2 separate regions of the Sus scrofa genome follow, and region 2 is linked to region 1. Evidence: chromatin contacts called from public Hi-C data. All regions are on one chromosome and are shown on one strand. The core of a region is the stretch at or near the end of the contact, and the rest is flanking DNA. Distances in the headings are between cores, read along the strand shown.

The links. Hi-C and Micro-C count contacts between places; a contact is called where the count stands out from the background.
Region 2: a contact with region 1 is called in a Hi-C map of liver, with 4 times the contacts expected there. The contact joins two enhancer-like sites. A contact is called at or near these places in 2 of 47 Hi-C or Micro-C datasets (liver and skeletal muscle).

Annotation. Positions count from the first base shown.
Region 1 is chr16:62,574,487-62,582,356 of Sscrofa11.1, forward strand. All of the region lies in intron 1 of ATP10B (probable phospholipid-transporting ATPase VB), which reads left to right. Among named protein-coding and RNA genes, the nearest start is that of ATP10B, 8.6 kb to the left of the region's middle. Within about 2 kb of position 3,370, at least 6 of the 83 cell types and tissues checked have an H3K27ac peak or open chromatin away from gene starts, as enhancers often do. A contact at or near this core is called in liver, where this site is marked.
Region 2 is chr16:62,880,916-62,888,785 of Sscrofa11.1, forward strand. ATP10B (probable phospholipid-transporting ATPase VB) reads left to right here. Exons shown (of 24, transcript XM_021076903.1): 18 at 1,759-1,835; 19 at 3,170-3,295. All of the region lies in intron 5 of LOC106506539 (a long non-coding RNA gene), which reads right to left. Among named protein-coding and RNA genes, the nearest start is that of MIR146A, 160 kb to the right of the region's middle. Within about 2 kb of position 3,291, at least 13 of the 83 cell types and tissues checked have an H3K27ac peak or open chromatin away from gene starts, as enhancers often do. A contact at or near this core is called in liver, where this site is marked.

The sequences.
Region 1 (7,870 bases), core at 2,120-4,619:
TATCCTGGGCTGGTCAAAGATGGACGCCAACCTCCGTGTTGTTTTGGTCATGTTACCCAGTTGGCTTTTGGAGTTAATGTATGGGTTTGCTCTCCCTGGGTGGGGATTTGATTCTGCCAGGAAACCAGCATGCAGTATGAGAGCACCAGGATCCCTGGAAAGCCCCCATCCATCCACTGCCAGCACTGAGTGTGCATGGCTCTGAGAGGCCTCTCCAGTCATAACAGTAATTAATTAATAACAGGTTCCTCTTATTGAGTACTTGATATGTGTGAGTTTAATTAGTTCCTGTCCTCCAAACACAACAATACTCAAGTATGTCCCAGTATTATCCTTCTATTGTAGGGAAGAGAAAGACATTATTTTGGGGGAGAACTTGGCCACAGGCACCAGCTGAAAGTGGTGCCAGGACAAACCTCTGCGACTAAGCATGTGTTCTTCACCTCTGTGCTCGCGGCCCCAAACTCCTCCTGCCTGAGTCACCCTCTCTGAGATGCCTTGATAACAGATTCCTAATTAGCCGTGGAAAAACAAGGTCTGCTGGACCAGCCCCACTGGGGATGTGGACCAACCTGCCTCACCTGGTTTCCCTGGTCCTTCCATCCTGGGCCATGTGCCTGTTTGTCTTTTGCCTCATTTCAGGCAGACCCAGCTTAGCTCCTTAGCTGCTCGTTGTGGCTTATTCCACATAACCCTATAGTCGCCAGATATCCCAGTAGGAAGCAGGAGGAAGGAGTTTCTGTCTCTCCAAGGCACCCTCAGCCCATTTCTTACCCTTGGGAACCAGAACCTTTCAGAGCTGTTCTAATTTTTCTTTCCTTCCCTGGCCTCTTTTAACCCTGGTTTAAGATTAGGCTAAATTTGATGAGATTATGAAGCATATTTGCAGTGCTATAATTCCGTCATTGGCATCTTAGCCTGAGAACTGGCCTGTGCATTCTTCCATTTACAAAAGCAGACAAAATGGTCTGCATGGTGGCTGCTTGTCAAGAAAAAGGACTCCTTGGGAGTTCCCGCTGGGGTACAGTGGAAACAATCCCAACTGGTAACCACGAGGATGCGGCTTTGATCTCTGGCCTCACTCAGTGGGTCAGGGATCCAGTGTTGCTATGAGCAGTGGTGCAGGTTACAGAAACGGCTCAGATCCTGCGTTCCTGTGGCTGTGGCGTAGGCCAGCCACACAGCTCTGATTCGACAACTAGCCTGGGAACTTCCATATGCCATGAGTGTAGCCCTAAGAAGACAAAGAAAAAGAAAGAAAAAGCCCTGTCTCAGAAGCAATGCTTATGCAGCTGGGAAGGAGTAAAGGCAGAAAGGAGTCAGGGAAATCTCGTCCACTCTTGGACACCACTCCCTTTAGCATTTATGTGATCTTGCACAAGTTGTGTTCTGCAGTAGCATCACCCTCCCTGCTTTCATTTTGTTCTGCTCCACATACACTTAGTGATGAGATTTCTACAGTGTCCTGGGCACTGTAGTGACCCCTTTTTGCTGATTAGTTCTCCTAATTCTCCCACCAACCTAATGGGGTACGTACTGTGCTCATCACAACGTAGACTGGTAAGGGTAAGTGCCTATTAAGTAAGTGGGAGAGGTGGGATTTGAAGCGGTTCTTTGAAAGTACAAATCTGTTCCCCAGACCAGGATAACACACGGGCTGGTGGCTTGATGGCGCATTCTTCCTCTTCTACCATGTGATGATGTACAAGTCTTCCCCTTGTGCATAGTCTGCTTTTGCACCTTCATGCTAAGGATATTTTCCAGGCCCCATCTTACTGCACTGCTCCTCTCCTGCCTACCTCCCCATCAGTGACCAGGGCAGCTCCAACACTTGCCCACCGTTGCTCATGATCCTGCTGTTCTGTCCACTCTCCCATTTACAGAAAGACGTCTCGTGGATAATCGTAAAGCTTCTGTTTCCTAACAATTGAGAGAGCTTCCTAACAAATGCTTATGCTTACCTCTGAAAACAAAACCACTTCCATTTTCCCTGCCTCTGCCTGGCAAGAGGACCACCAGGTACCACTGCATTTCGAGAACGCTTAAGAGATGCAAGTATTGTACATGCGTGAGTTGTAGGGTCATGGAGTCGGGGGCTGGCAGGGGACCCAGGAGGATGTATGCTCATGAGTGCAAGGCTCTCCATACTCTTCGTCACTCTTTCCTGATAGAGCAGTTTCAGGCATGTAAGAGAGGTTCAAGTGTTTGTTCTATGGATCCCAGTGTATTAGCTTCTCAAAAAAAAAGTGTTTATTGCAGATTTTTCAGATGTTTGTTTTGCTTAAAAGGAAACAAAGGAGGGGAAGGACTAAGTGCTGGATCATTGAAATTATTACACTTAATACATTTGGGAGCATATTTTCTTCTATCAGCTTCTCAGAGTATTTCTTTGCTCAGCTACTTCTTGAGTCGATCTGGACTCCAGGGGAGAGTTCACCATTTCTATACCATCTAGTAATACCATTTATCCTGCCATGTCTATACTGGGAGGCCTGTCACACGCGCTCCACCTCCTTCAGTCACAAGTAGAAACCTGGCTGGGCAGTGGCCATGTGAGCATCCCTGGGCACTACTTTGTCCCCCCATCTCCTTTAATTCCCTTTAAGGAGGAAGTCAGGATAGGAAGGTGTCCATTTATTGAGCACTAATGATGTGCCAGGCTCTGTGCTAAACCCTTGCATCTACTACCTCAGTGAAGCTTCACGAGACCTCTACCTCACCACTTGGTGGGTGAACAAAGCCCTGCCACCGGGAGGGCAAAATGACCTGCCACAGGTCACAGAGCTGGTGGGGGGTGAGCCCTTGGCCTCCCTTCCAGGACTATGGGCTCTCAAGTCAGCTCTTTGCATTGTGTGCTGCACAGCACATCCACCTCTACCTTTAGCCGAGGTCGGCTCTGCACCCTCCCATGTGAGACGGATGTGGGTCCTTCTGACTTCCTGCAAGCCAGATACCTACCCACTGAAAGGTGCCCTTTTCTAGAAAGGCAATCTCCAATTGTGCTACTGAAGGAGACTGGGGGATGAGGTCCCTTTGGCTTTTAGAGGACACAAAATTCCATAAGGAGCCTAAACCTGCATTCTCAGCTACCATTAAGGATGGCAAAGGAGGGTCCTCTGGGTGGTGTGACTTGGAGAAAATGGCCAAGAAAAGGCTGCCTTTGCGTACAGGGCATGAGGCACTAAGGGAAGGCCCTTTCTCCTGCTAAGTGTGTGGAGAGAAATGTCAACCGGGAGCTCAGAAGCAGAGTGGGAGTGTCCAATGCTTCCGTTCTTTATGAACGGCAACTTCCACATCTGTGGGGCAGCCTTCACTGCTGCTCACCAGACAGCAGTATTTTGATGGGACTTTGGTTTATTTAGAAGAGATAAGTGGAAAATCAGCCCTGCTTATCACAGAAGGTAACCGCAATTAATACACAGAACGCAGAGCACCAGGAGTAAAGTCCAGCCAGTGACGGCTGTCGTCAAAAAGCTCTTGCCCTGAGACCAGCTCTTGCTTTGTTGTAAAGGAGGCTTAAAATTAACTGGCATCTTTTCAAGGCTGTGGAGTTTCAATCTGGGAAACTCTGGAAACGAAGGTGGTGATGGTTACACAACAATGTGAGGGCACTTAATGCCACTTAAAAATGACGTAAAGGGTAATTTTTATTTTATATATATTTTTTACCTTTTAAAAATGAAGCAGCTCTCTCTGTGTAGTTATGAAACAATCTCCAAGGTACACGAAGTGAAAAAAGTAAAGTACTGAACAGTGTGACCTAAATGCTACCATTTGTAGGGTTTTTGTTTTTGTTTTCGTTTTTTACTTCTATGCTTTTATATGCAGTGGGAGGATGTCGATACTTGATTCTGTGGAGGGAAAGGGCTTCTGTAATTGAGAATAGAGAGAGAGGGTCACTGCCGTTTGACGTGTGTTCAGTGTACTGTATGACTCATTCTAATTTGACATTTTTTTAAAACCCTTAAAAAAAAACTAGTGCCAAACTGAAACCATCTCCTTAAAGCAGTCGTTCTCAACCTTTCCTACACCTAGACTCTAGCTGCTCAAGTGAGGTTCTCTGACGAGCAGTTTATAGCTTGTTAGAAATACAGGGTCTCAAGCCCACCCAGGAAATCCAAATCTGCATTTACCAAGTTCCCCAAGGGGCTCACAGGACACTGAAATGTGAGAAGTACTGCATAGGACTAACTAAATCTGAATCTGTGGGGTGGAATTTGAACCTGGGCGTTTAAGTCTCCCCAAGTGATTCCATGGGGCAGCTAGTGCTGCTCATCACTGATTTAACATAAATGGGAAAACTGAAGGGGTTGGCATAGAACCCACTCTTCTTAGTGGATGGTTTTTATTCCAGGTGGGCTCCATGTGCCCCTGAGCACTGGCCAGGATGACTGTCTCTGAACAGGCACACACAGTTTTGAGATTCAGCTGAGCTTAGTGGAAATACGTTTCCCTTTATAAAAATAGACCACAATTCTACAACAAGACACATAATGATTAAGGGCCTTTCTGTCCAGGATTGGAATATAATGTTAAAGCTTTTAAAATCAGACTTTTGGAGTTAGAAAAATATGAATCTGAATTTACCTCTCTGAGCCCTATGTCAAATGGGGTTAATACCTGCCCCCATAGAGCTGCCATATTTAAAATAAGACAGCGTGGATAATGCTTGATCACTGTTAGGTGATCATTACATTTCCGTTTGCTTGCTCTCCCCTCCCCCTCTTGTCCTGGGCTCCTCTCACTGTCATTGGTCCCATCAGGTTTTCTTATTCTGCCTTGAGCATCTCATGCACAGATGACATTTCTCACACTGCAGTGGAAGCTGAGGAACTCCAATTACCCCATCTCTTGACAAACAGTAAAAACTCTGCAGTCTCTTAGAAAATCATCTGACACTTTGCTAAAATGCAACTGAGACCTCATTACATGGATGAACAGCTTTCCATCAGCTCATTCCTAGCCCTGATATTAATATAATTGTTGCTGAGACGTTGTGGTTGGCCTCAGAGGCAATCAGGAAGGCGTCGCAGTTGGTAACCCTAGATGGCGGCCGATGCAAAGAATGGAAGCTACTAGGATTTCTGCCTGACCGAGTGATGCTGGTGAGGGGATTCCAAGATTCGTTTCTATTTCGCAACAGATTGGAGTTAGGAAAAAGAAGGTATCCGAGTCAGAGAGGAGTTGTTCTCTCCTCCACAGCACCCAGAATCATATTTTCAGGGTGCAAATCTGAACAAGTTTAAAACCTCTGCTTAAAACCCTTTGCAAAGAATTCCCACTGTCGCACAGTGGTATCAGCAGTATCTCTGCACACAGGTTCTATGCCTGGCCTAGCATGGTGGGTTCAAGGACCCAGTGCTGTTGCAGTGACAGCACTGGTCACAACTGCAGCTGGAATCTGATCCTGGACCAGGAAGTCCATATGCAGCAGGGTGGCCAGAAAAGAAAGGGGAAAAAAAGAGAGAGCTTCTTTGTACTTTGCCAGCTAAGACCAGCACCCTTAACAGAGGCTCAGAGTCTGGCTTCTAGATGCTCCTCCAGTCATCTCCCCAACTCCTCTTTGTCTCAGTATTGTCTTTTTTACTTGATCAAGTCCTAGCTTTGTGTAGGTTCTGTTTCCCAGGCCACAGACTAAGTCTGATCTTGTGCAGTAACATAGCCCTAGGGTCTAGTTAGCAGCAGATGCTCAATATATATTCATGGAAAAAATAAAACTATGTGAGGATGCCATACAAGGGCTTCCTGCCTAATCTTCCACCCTCTGCTTTGCAATGTGACTCTCAGTAACACTGAAATGCTGGAAGTTGCCAATATACGTACCAGGTTGTGTTCTCCCTTTCAGCTGAGCTTAAATGTATCTCTTCCTAAGATGATCATTATATTCCTCCCTCACTTTGTCTAGGAAATCTTACTCTTAGGAGTTTTTTCCTCCTATTAACTTCCTGTGACTGACCAGCCTTCTAGGCTATTGCAGCTCTCCTTTATGTGCCCATTATGCTATACATATAACCTCTCTTTTCCTTAATTCTGATCCACATATATATCTGCCTCTCTAATACTGTGAAAAAGAAGAAATGAAAAAAATGTGAAGAGTTTATGGTATAGCAGGTGATGAAGTAAAGAGGTTGTGTGTATGTGACTATATCACTGATATTTCATGGTGGATAAAGAAGTATGTCTTGTAGCCTCGGTGCTTTTACACTTGCTGTTGCCTCCATCTAGCTATTCTTCCTACCTCTTCTCCTAGTCATCTTACCTGCCCTGAAGACCTCAGTTCAATTACATCGCTGCCCTGGGGAAGTTTCCCTGGCCCCCCCTCCTCAGACTCAGTCAAACCCTCTGCTATATATTTTGGCTCCTTAAGCTTCCTTTATGGAGCTTATTATGAATTGTAATTTTAAACTCTAAATATAAGTTTGCCTCTCCTTTTATACCAGAAGCCTCATGAGGACTGGTCTTCTCTCCATTTGCCCCCAGTACCTAGCATCATGTATCCTGCAGATGCTCTACGGAGTGAATAGTGGATCAGCAGCAGCCCTTATTAGAGTCCTGAGTGTGACAAGACAGAGTAGTCAGATGAAGATGCCTGGCTTCCCTTCCTCACTGTGGTCCTGGAGGGTTTTCCTCCATCAGCCCAGTCATTCAGCACAGCAGGGCTTTTCTGGCAAGCACTGTGGATGCTGGTTCCCGCCCTGCCCCACAGGGCTGCCCTCCCTGCTTAAATCAGGCCACAAGTCTCCTGTGAGCTGGTTCCTTAAAACACTCAGCCAGGTCCAGCTGCTACCTTCTGAAGCAGCAAAAGGGTGTGATGGCAAACTCGGAAGGGAAAGTAGCTGAAGGACAGCTAAGTTGGCTTGTAAGTAGGTCATGTCTGAAAGAATGAGCCACACGAGTTTCTGGGGGCTGGTAGTGGGCAGCTGAGGAGAGGTGTTCTCTTCTCTATTTGCTGCCTTGATCAAAGTAGACAAATGGTGTCATTTTCCTTGAGCATGAGGATCTTAATAGGTGACCATTTTCCTGTCACTGACATTGACAGTCTTGATATTACCAAAGCACGCCAAAGTTTTTCTTCCATTTGTCCTGCACTAGAAAGCCTTCTGGTAACTGTCCACAGCCAGGTAGAGGGTTAGAAGAATTCAAACATCCAGGCAGCCCAGGGAGAGATGTGGAAGGTATGAATGGAGTGTGTTTGTGGTGACTGGTACCAGCCCTTTGGCTATGAGTGGGGCAGTGGCTTGATTATAGCAAGGAGATTATGCAGGAAGAGAACAGTGCCCTGGGATCAGGAGCTGGGGTCCACACCCAGCTACCTGCTACCCGTGCCTCATTTTACCCCTTCTAAAACAGAAGAGTAGGACACGACATGGTCTTTACACTATGGCTCTGGAGCTGTAGGCTTCAGAAAAGAAGATCTGGAGCCACCAAGGAGGGCCAAGGAGAAAGACTTTGAGACACACTTCTCACACACCTACTCCTACATCTCGCACACAAGCACATGCTATCACACCCACTCGCACATACACTTAGAACCACAGCCTGTGCTCCCACTCTCTCTTCGCAGGAGCCCTCATCTGCTGCATGCACCAGTATACTGGAAAGGACACGTGGCCCTGGAGGTGATGTGAAAATAGGATCTAGTTGGGTATGAAAAGGTCTAGAAGCCACTGAACCAGATGACCTATGGACTGTGCCAGCCCTTTGAACCTTCGGCTTTCACGTTGGGATGCAAAGTTCAAGGAGTCTGTTAGAAAGTAACAGAGGTGTCATGGTTTAAGAATATGGGCTCTGGAGCCAAACTGCCTGTTTTTGTTTGTTTTTCCATTTTTTAGGGCTGTATGTGTGGCATATTGAAGTTCCCAGGCTAGGG
Region 2 (7,870 bases), core at 2,041-4,540, 310 kb after region 1:
TATAAGAGCTCCTTTCCATCCTACCTACTGTTCCTTTTCTCTGGGAGCTCCTGCAGAGCCCCAAAGCCCTGCTGAGCCTTCAATGATGAGCCGACCAGTAGACCAAGAGTTCCCTGAGCAGTTCCATCTCATGCCCCACACTTACCAAGCACACGGTCAGTGTTGCTTCTGTTTAGGGACATTCTTACAGATGGTTCCAGTTCTCTTCCTCCTACACAGGCATGGAAAGAGATTTTCTTTCCTGGAATTTCAAATAAAAGTCCTCTTTTATATGGTTTTTTTTTCTTCTGGTCTTCAGGTAAAAGCAGTTCAAAACCAGAAAAAAAAAAAAGAATGGGAAGAAAGAATACAGGGAGCAGAGATCTAGCAACTACATCCTAATTATATTCCCTGAATTGTGCTCTTTAAAACTTCAGAAACACTCAAGGCGATAGCCCAGGATTGATTCCCTGAGGTCAGGAATTGGCATCACTGTGGCAGCAGCAGAAACAAAACCAGCAGGGCGAGAAATAGTATGTTCTACACCTCGACTTCCACTGGCTTGTAGCAGAAGAGGTTAAAAGGTGGATTTGCCCTGCCATGGGGAAGATGAAAATTATGCACTGCTGTGCTATCACGGAAAAAAAAAAAAAAAAGCATTGTTAGAAGAATAGTGGCTACTTACAATGATAACATTTTTAAGATTAATAAATGTTGCTGCCGATAATTAGGTAGAGAAAATTCTCTCCCCCAATTTCATATTCTCTATAATATCACATATAAATTAACTGCAGATTATGATGAAAACCTACTGGAAAAACAGGTGATACAGGAGGAGGATGAAGGCAGTTGGGTCTACAAACCAAGGCCCTCAGGCTGAGTCCAGCCCACTGGGTTTCTGTAGAGACACCAACAGTGGTTTTTGTTTTTAATGGAAGAATATGTAAAAACTATTTGCCTCTCAGCAATAACAGTTGTTCGCTTTTGCTTCTTGGCTCACAAAGCCTAAAATATCTACTGTCTGGCCCAAAAGTTTGCTAAACTCCAGGGTGAAAGATAAGGCTTTGGGAAAACCTCACTGTAGAGAGGTGTGCTGTCCAGAATGGTTGCCACCTGCTATATGCGGAAATTTTATTTTAAAGAGGAATTCTCCAGGCACCGTTCAAAAGTCATAGGTGGCTAATGGTTTTTGTATTGGACTGTTAATATATAGGACATTTCCATCATGGGAAAATCGGTTTGATGTTGCTGTTTAGAATGGCGGTGTGTGTGTAGTCCCATGCCCTCCCCTCCAGGTTCCCCAACCCACTGAGTTCATTGATTGGGAACTTAATGTAACTAGAAGTACCTCAACCAGAAAAGTCAATCTCATCTACCTTGAGAAACGTAATACTTTCCCCATCCTTGGATGCCATTGACAATCTCTGGTGATTTAGCTGTCCAGTATTCCAAGTTGTCTTGATGTTGTCAGTATTTTAAGTTGTACTAAGTGAGAAGAAGTATGTTGGCCTTGGAATCAGTAAAGGACTGCCCAAGTTTCATTTACCGTTGTATTCCCAATACCTAGCATTGTATCTTAAAAAGGGACAGAGTAAGGCTTCTTCTCCCCAGAAGAAAGATGGTTCTCAGGCTCAATCAATTTCCTATAGGACTATTTAGAGCAACATTAGAAGGATTCAGCTATGGTGAAAATGGGAATAATTTAGAGACACTTATATAAAACTTCTCATTATCATGCAGCCATTGGACCAAGACCTCAGGACCTCTCTCTCCTTTCAGGTGATGGAGCAAATGATGTAAGCATGATTCAAGCAGCTGATATTGGGATTGGAATATCTGGACAGGAAGGCATGCAGGTATTGTTCTCTTCAACTCTTCTAGTTACTTTCCTACTTTATCCTTAATAGTGAGTTAAAGAATTCTCCACATTGTTGGAGGAACTTGTGCAGAAGAGCTTTGCACAGTTACCATGTGAAAGGCAGGTTCCTTCCATGCCTGTACGTAACCTCCATGGCCACATCCCTACTGCCCAGTCCTTCAGAACAGAGAGGGAGAGCAAAGGATGCTTGGCTTTTTACAGACAGCCAGCAATACCTATATTCTAAAGCCAAATAGTACCCAACTTTTCAGGGAAAACTAAGCCTTCCCCTGATTCCATGCTTCCTCCCTGTAATCTCCACCCACATGTAGGGTTGCAGCACCCCCTGTGAGCAGTGACAGGAATAAGGACATTGGAAAACATTTTCAATTGCCATTTTAGCCATGATGACTAGACGGACCTGTGAAGTGCTCAGTGTACCTTAAAAGTGTACCGAATTTACTCAAAAATCAGCTTGGAACAAGCATCCTAATTGAGCTGCTAATGTTCTTCTTTAAGACAGACCTCACTTTGTGGTTTTGAACCGTAATGATTGTGTTCCCACCAGTGCAGACATAGGTGCTATGTAAACTTGCTGATGAGGGGGAACAAACACTGTCCCCTTTTGTGTGTCTACCTTAAGCCAGCACTCTAGTCACACTTCACATTGGTCATCCCCATTAATTTAGAAGTCACTACAGCCCTGGGTGTTAGGGATTGTTATTCCAGTTTTTTCCTTATGAAGAAACTGAAGCCGAGAGAGGTTAAATACACTGACCAAGGATTTAATAACCAGGCATGTCAAGCCTCATCCTCTTAAAAGTGCTACGAGCTGTGCCTTGTTCTGAGTAATCCCTAGGGCAGAAGACACATTTCAGCTCCATGGAGAGAGAGAGCTCTCCAGCTGTCAGCTCCATCTGAGAGTGGAGCCAGTGGCCTGCCTCAGCAGGTGCCCAAGAGGGTTCAGAGGTTGGAGGATTACTTGCACCGAAGGCCCCAGTCTGTAGTCAAACAGCACATCCCTAACGTGGTACCCAACACACACCCATTCACAGTAAATTCTTATTGGATAAATGGAAGGAGGGAAGGGCCAGACCAGACCAGTGGTCCTTTCTGACCTGCCCTCCTTGGATTCTAGTGAGGTTTGAATTTTCCTGAAGAGAGGGTGGGGTGTCAGAGTCCAAAAAGGCCACCCGAGGGTGCCACATGTGACAAAAGGTCTTTCAGACCCTCCCAGCTGTGGACCTGGAACAGGGCAGGGCCACTGAGGGGGCCTCTGTGGTGCACTGGCAGCTGTGTTTGAAGGCTAACGTCTCTGCTCTACCCTCCTAGGCCGTCATGTCCAGCGACTTTGCTATCTCCCGCTTCAGGCACCTCACAAAGCTGCTGCTGGTGCACGGCCACTGGTGCTACTGGCGCCTGGCCAGGATGGTGGTGTACTACTTCTACAAGAATGTGGTGAGTAACCTGCCACCTGCGCCCTGGGAGTCCTGGCTGGAGGGAGCCACTGTCCCCACTCGGGTAGACAAAGCATCTGGGCACAAGGGAATGTATCAGGCTGACTGGACTTTGAATCCAGAACTGTCCCTTACTAGCTCAGTGACCTTCAGCGAGACAATTCACTTCTCTGGGCCTCAATTTCTTCTTTGACGAAGTGGGACTAATCCTGCTCAGTGAGGTTATTATAAAGATTGGCAATCCTGTCTGGCAAGCAGCTGGCTCATAGGAGGCAGCATGAGTGGTTACGAGAGTGGACTCTGGACCTGTCTGGCAAACAGCTGACTCATAGGAGGCAGCATGAGTGGTTACGAGAGTGGACTCTGGAGGCAGATCAGATTTGTTTTCATTCCAGGTTTCTGTATTCAATAATCACCCTATGCCTTAGCTTCCCTGTCTATAAAAAGGGGATGGCACCTGTCTCTTTCTTATACACTTGTTATGAGAATGAAATGACAGCTTGTGCAGAAGGTCATTGTTACTGCTATCATTATTGGGGGGGGGGCCTCCATAAATGAGATTTATTCTCTGATTACAAGGAAGAAGGATTTAAAGAACCATTAGCCTGGCTTGTAGCTTAGGTTTCCTCCCCAGATAGAACCACCCCAATGCCAGAGCTCCATCCCACCCCCTTGGGAGATCGAAGGGAAAAAGTTTAGGACTGGAATCTTTGGCTTCCACCCCACAACCTACATATCACTTGATCATTGCCAGCCTTCCCAACAAGGATCTCTGAATAAAATATCAAAACGTTTTAGAGTGGGATGACCATTTGGGTTTTTAGTCTTGCCTGACTGTAGCTTGCTGTGTGAACTTAAAAGACTTACTTAATGTCTCTGAGCTTTGATTTCCTCACCAGTAACATGGGGAGACCAGGACTCCCTCTGTTCTTAGAAGTATTATTGGGAAGGCTTTAGTACCACAGAATTGCTTAGCACATAGCACTACATATATATATATATATATATATATATATATATGCTATATATATTCACTCATGTGAGAATATTATTGTTTCTCTAAAAATATGTTTATTTCTGTCTTGTTGATAAGGGGTCAAAGCAGGCACATACCAACTGAGGTATTAAAACTGTCAGAGGCTCTTGTTTCCAAAGCCCTTGATTAATGGTGGGCATAGGAAGGAGTCAGAACACTGCTGTACTAAGGGAGGGAATGGGGCCTGAGCTTTTCATTGTCTAGTTCAAGAACCTTTGAGGTAATCCCGAAGAGACTCCAAATAGACTCTTATTCCTGTTTGCGTAAGGAAAGGGGGAAGATTAAGACTAAGGTGATGGAAGAGAAACACATCAGCCTAGTAGCAGCTACAAAATAGCGTGCTTTTTTTCTTCCTGCACCATTCCCCCAGGCCTGCTTTCAGGCAGCATCACAGTCACCGTCACTGAGGAATATGTATTTTTGTGTAAAGTTCAATGTATATGTAAATAATCAGTATGACAAAAAATAATGGAAATTTGGGAGTGCCCATGGTGGCATAGCAGTAATGAACCCAACTAGTATCCATGAGGATGAGGGTTCGATCCCTCGCCTCGCTCAGTGGGTTAAGGATCCAGCATTGCTGTGAGCTGTTGTGTAGGTCAAAGATGTGGCTCAAATCCTGCGTTGCTGTGGCTGTAGCATACACTGGCAGCTATAGCTCTGACTTGACCCCCGTAACCTGAGAACTTCCATATGCCCCGGGCACGGTCCTAAAAAGACAGGAAAAAAATAACATAAATTTGATAAACTGGGTGGTACCATTGTTTCTGCAAGTCTCTGGAAACAAGTCTCTATTTGACCTGAAAGACTGTTTACTCAGAATTCAAAATGCCCCTATTTAATCTTTTTTTCTTGCCTGCAAAAGAATTTCTCTTTTGAATAAGCACAGCCTCTTCTCTGCATTAAATTTGTGAAATAGAAAAGGAAATGTTTCCAGCCAGCCATTCTTTCAAAGCTTAAATGATATTTATTTCCAGCCCAATGCCGTGCTCAAAATTGTGATACTGATGCTGCATTATCTCCCCATTGCAATTAGAGGGTGGAGAACTATGACTTCCACATCCGAAACCAATTTCAGATGGGATTAAAACCTTGCCTGCTCTGAAATGTGAACAATGAATTAATTACTGCACTGTAGCTTCTTGGGAGGAAAACCAGGTGCCCAATCTCAGCAATGCCATCACAGGGTTCAGTGTGCTCCCTCCTAGGTACAGAGAACCCAACCAGGCAGAGAAATGGAAACGAGTGAGGTCCTAACATGACCTGCAGAAGAAGGAAACACTCTCACGTTAAAAGTCCAGGATGAGTGTCAGGGCAATACAACCACCAAGCCTTACTTCATTTGTTCAAATAACAGGAATATCCTCACTGCATATAGAGCAGAGATCTAGACAGATGGCATCCCTGCTCTCATGAGGCTTACAGTCTAAAACAGGGATTAGGAGTTCCCTTGTGGTGCAGTGGGTTAAGGATCTGGCATTGTCACTGTAGCAGCTCAGGTCTTTGCTGTGATATAGGTTCCATTCCTTGTCCAGGAACTTCCATATGCCATGGGTGCTGCCAAAAACAAAAACAAAACAAAACTGGGGCTCAGCAAAAGTCTGCAAAGGAGAAAAATCATAAATACTTTCCACTCTGTGGGCTGTTCAGCCTCTGTCACACAAAGTCAGCTCCATTGTGGCAACATGAAAGCAGCTATAGACAATATGTAAATTAACCTAGTAAACCCTTATTTATGACTGGACTTGACATCCAGGATGTCATTTGACATCTGGTTTCAATAAATCTCAAAATGTGGTTTTTGGACCAGCAGCATAAGTTATCATTTCGATGCTCGTAAGAAACAGGGATCTTCAGGCTGCACACCAGGCCCACTACCTTGGAATTTGCATTGTGGTAAGATCCAACACAACCATGGGAACATTAAAGACAGACAAGCACTAACACAGGAGGAACAAAATTAAAATTAAAAATCATTTTCGTCCATGCATCTCCAGATCAGGGTGTTGGCGACTTATGGGCAGGAGACTCTTAACCTGATCAATCCAGAAGAAAATAGCGTTTAAGCTATGGCTTGAAAGACAAGGAGATTCAGCTATGAGTTAACCAGTTTCCCAGCCAAGGAAAAGAGGTTTGAAAACCTAAGTCCTTACAGGAAATATTTCAAGAAGTTTATGATTTTATAGCATACCTTGATTGTATCTAAGTCCAAAATGAAGTGTAAATGACTTACAGTAAAAAACACAAAGGCAATAGGGAAGCTATAAGTGAAATATAAGAGTAGATCAGGAACCATAGAAAAAGGAGTTTAGTTGCACCAGGAACCTGGGATAAGAGGCTCCCAGGTGAAACGTGTGCTTAGAACCAGCAGAACAGTTCTCCCAGACAAACACTCTATTCTCTAAATTCAGAGATCAATTTGTCAGGCAGACCTTTAGAAAAGAGGTCACAGTAAAACCTTCAGAAACTTGTCTTCACTGGCATTTTTGTAGGAAATGAAAACTAACCTCCATAGGGTCACCCTTTTTTATTATTACTTTTTTTAAATTATAGTTGATTTACAATGCTGTGAGATTTCAGCTGTATAGCAAAGTGACCCAGTTACACATATGTATACTTTCTTTTTCTCACATTATCCTCCATCATGTTCCATCACAAATGACTAGATATAGTTCCCTGTGCTATACAGCAGGATCTCATTGCTTATCCACTCCAAATGCAACAGTTTGCATCTCCTAAATACATACTCCCAGTCCATCCCACTCCCTCCCCCTTCCCTTTGGCAACCACAAGTCTGTTCTTCAAGTCCATGAGTTTGTTTCTGTTCTGTGGAAAGGTTCATTTATGCCATATATTAGATTCCATATATAAGTAATATCATATGGTATTTGTCTTCCTCTTTCTGACTTACTTCACTTAGTATGAGACTCTCTAGTTCCATCCATGTGGCTGCAAATGCATTATTTTGTTCTATTTGTGGCTGAGTAGTATTCCATTGTGTATATGTACATATTCTTAATCCATTCATCTCTTGATGGACATTTAGGTTGTTTCCATGTCTGGGCTATTGTGAATAGTGCTGCAGTGAACATAGGGGTTATGTATCTTTTTGAATGAAAATTTTGTCTGGATATATGTCCAGAAGTGGTATTGCTGGATCATATGGGTAGTTGTATATTTAGTCTTCTGAGGTACCTCCATACTGTTTTCCAAAGTAGTTGTACCAGTTCACATTCCCACCACCAGTGCAGAAGGGTTCCCTTTTCTCCACCCCCTCTCCATGATTTGTTATTTGACGACTCATTAATGATGGCCATTCTGACTGGGGACAAGTAGTAACTCATCGTAGTTTTGATTTGCATTTCTCTGATAAAATTAGTAATTTTGAGCATCTTTTCATATGCCTTTTGGCCATCGATATGTCTTCTTTGAAGAAATGTCTATTCAAGTCTTCTGCCCATTTTCAATTGGGCTGTTTTTTTGTTTTGTTTTTTTTGTTTTTTTTTTTTTTTTTTTTGCTATCAAGTTATATGAGTTGTT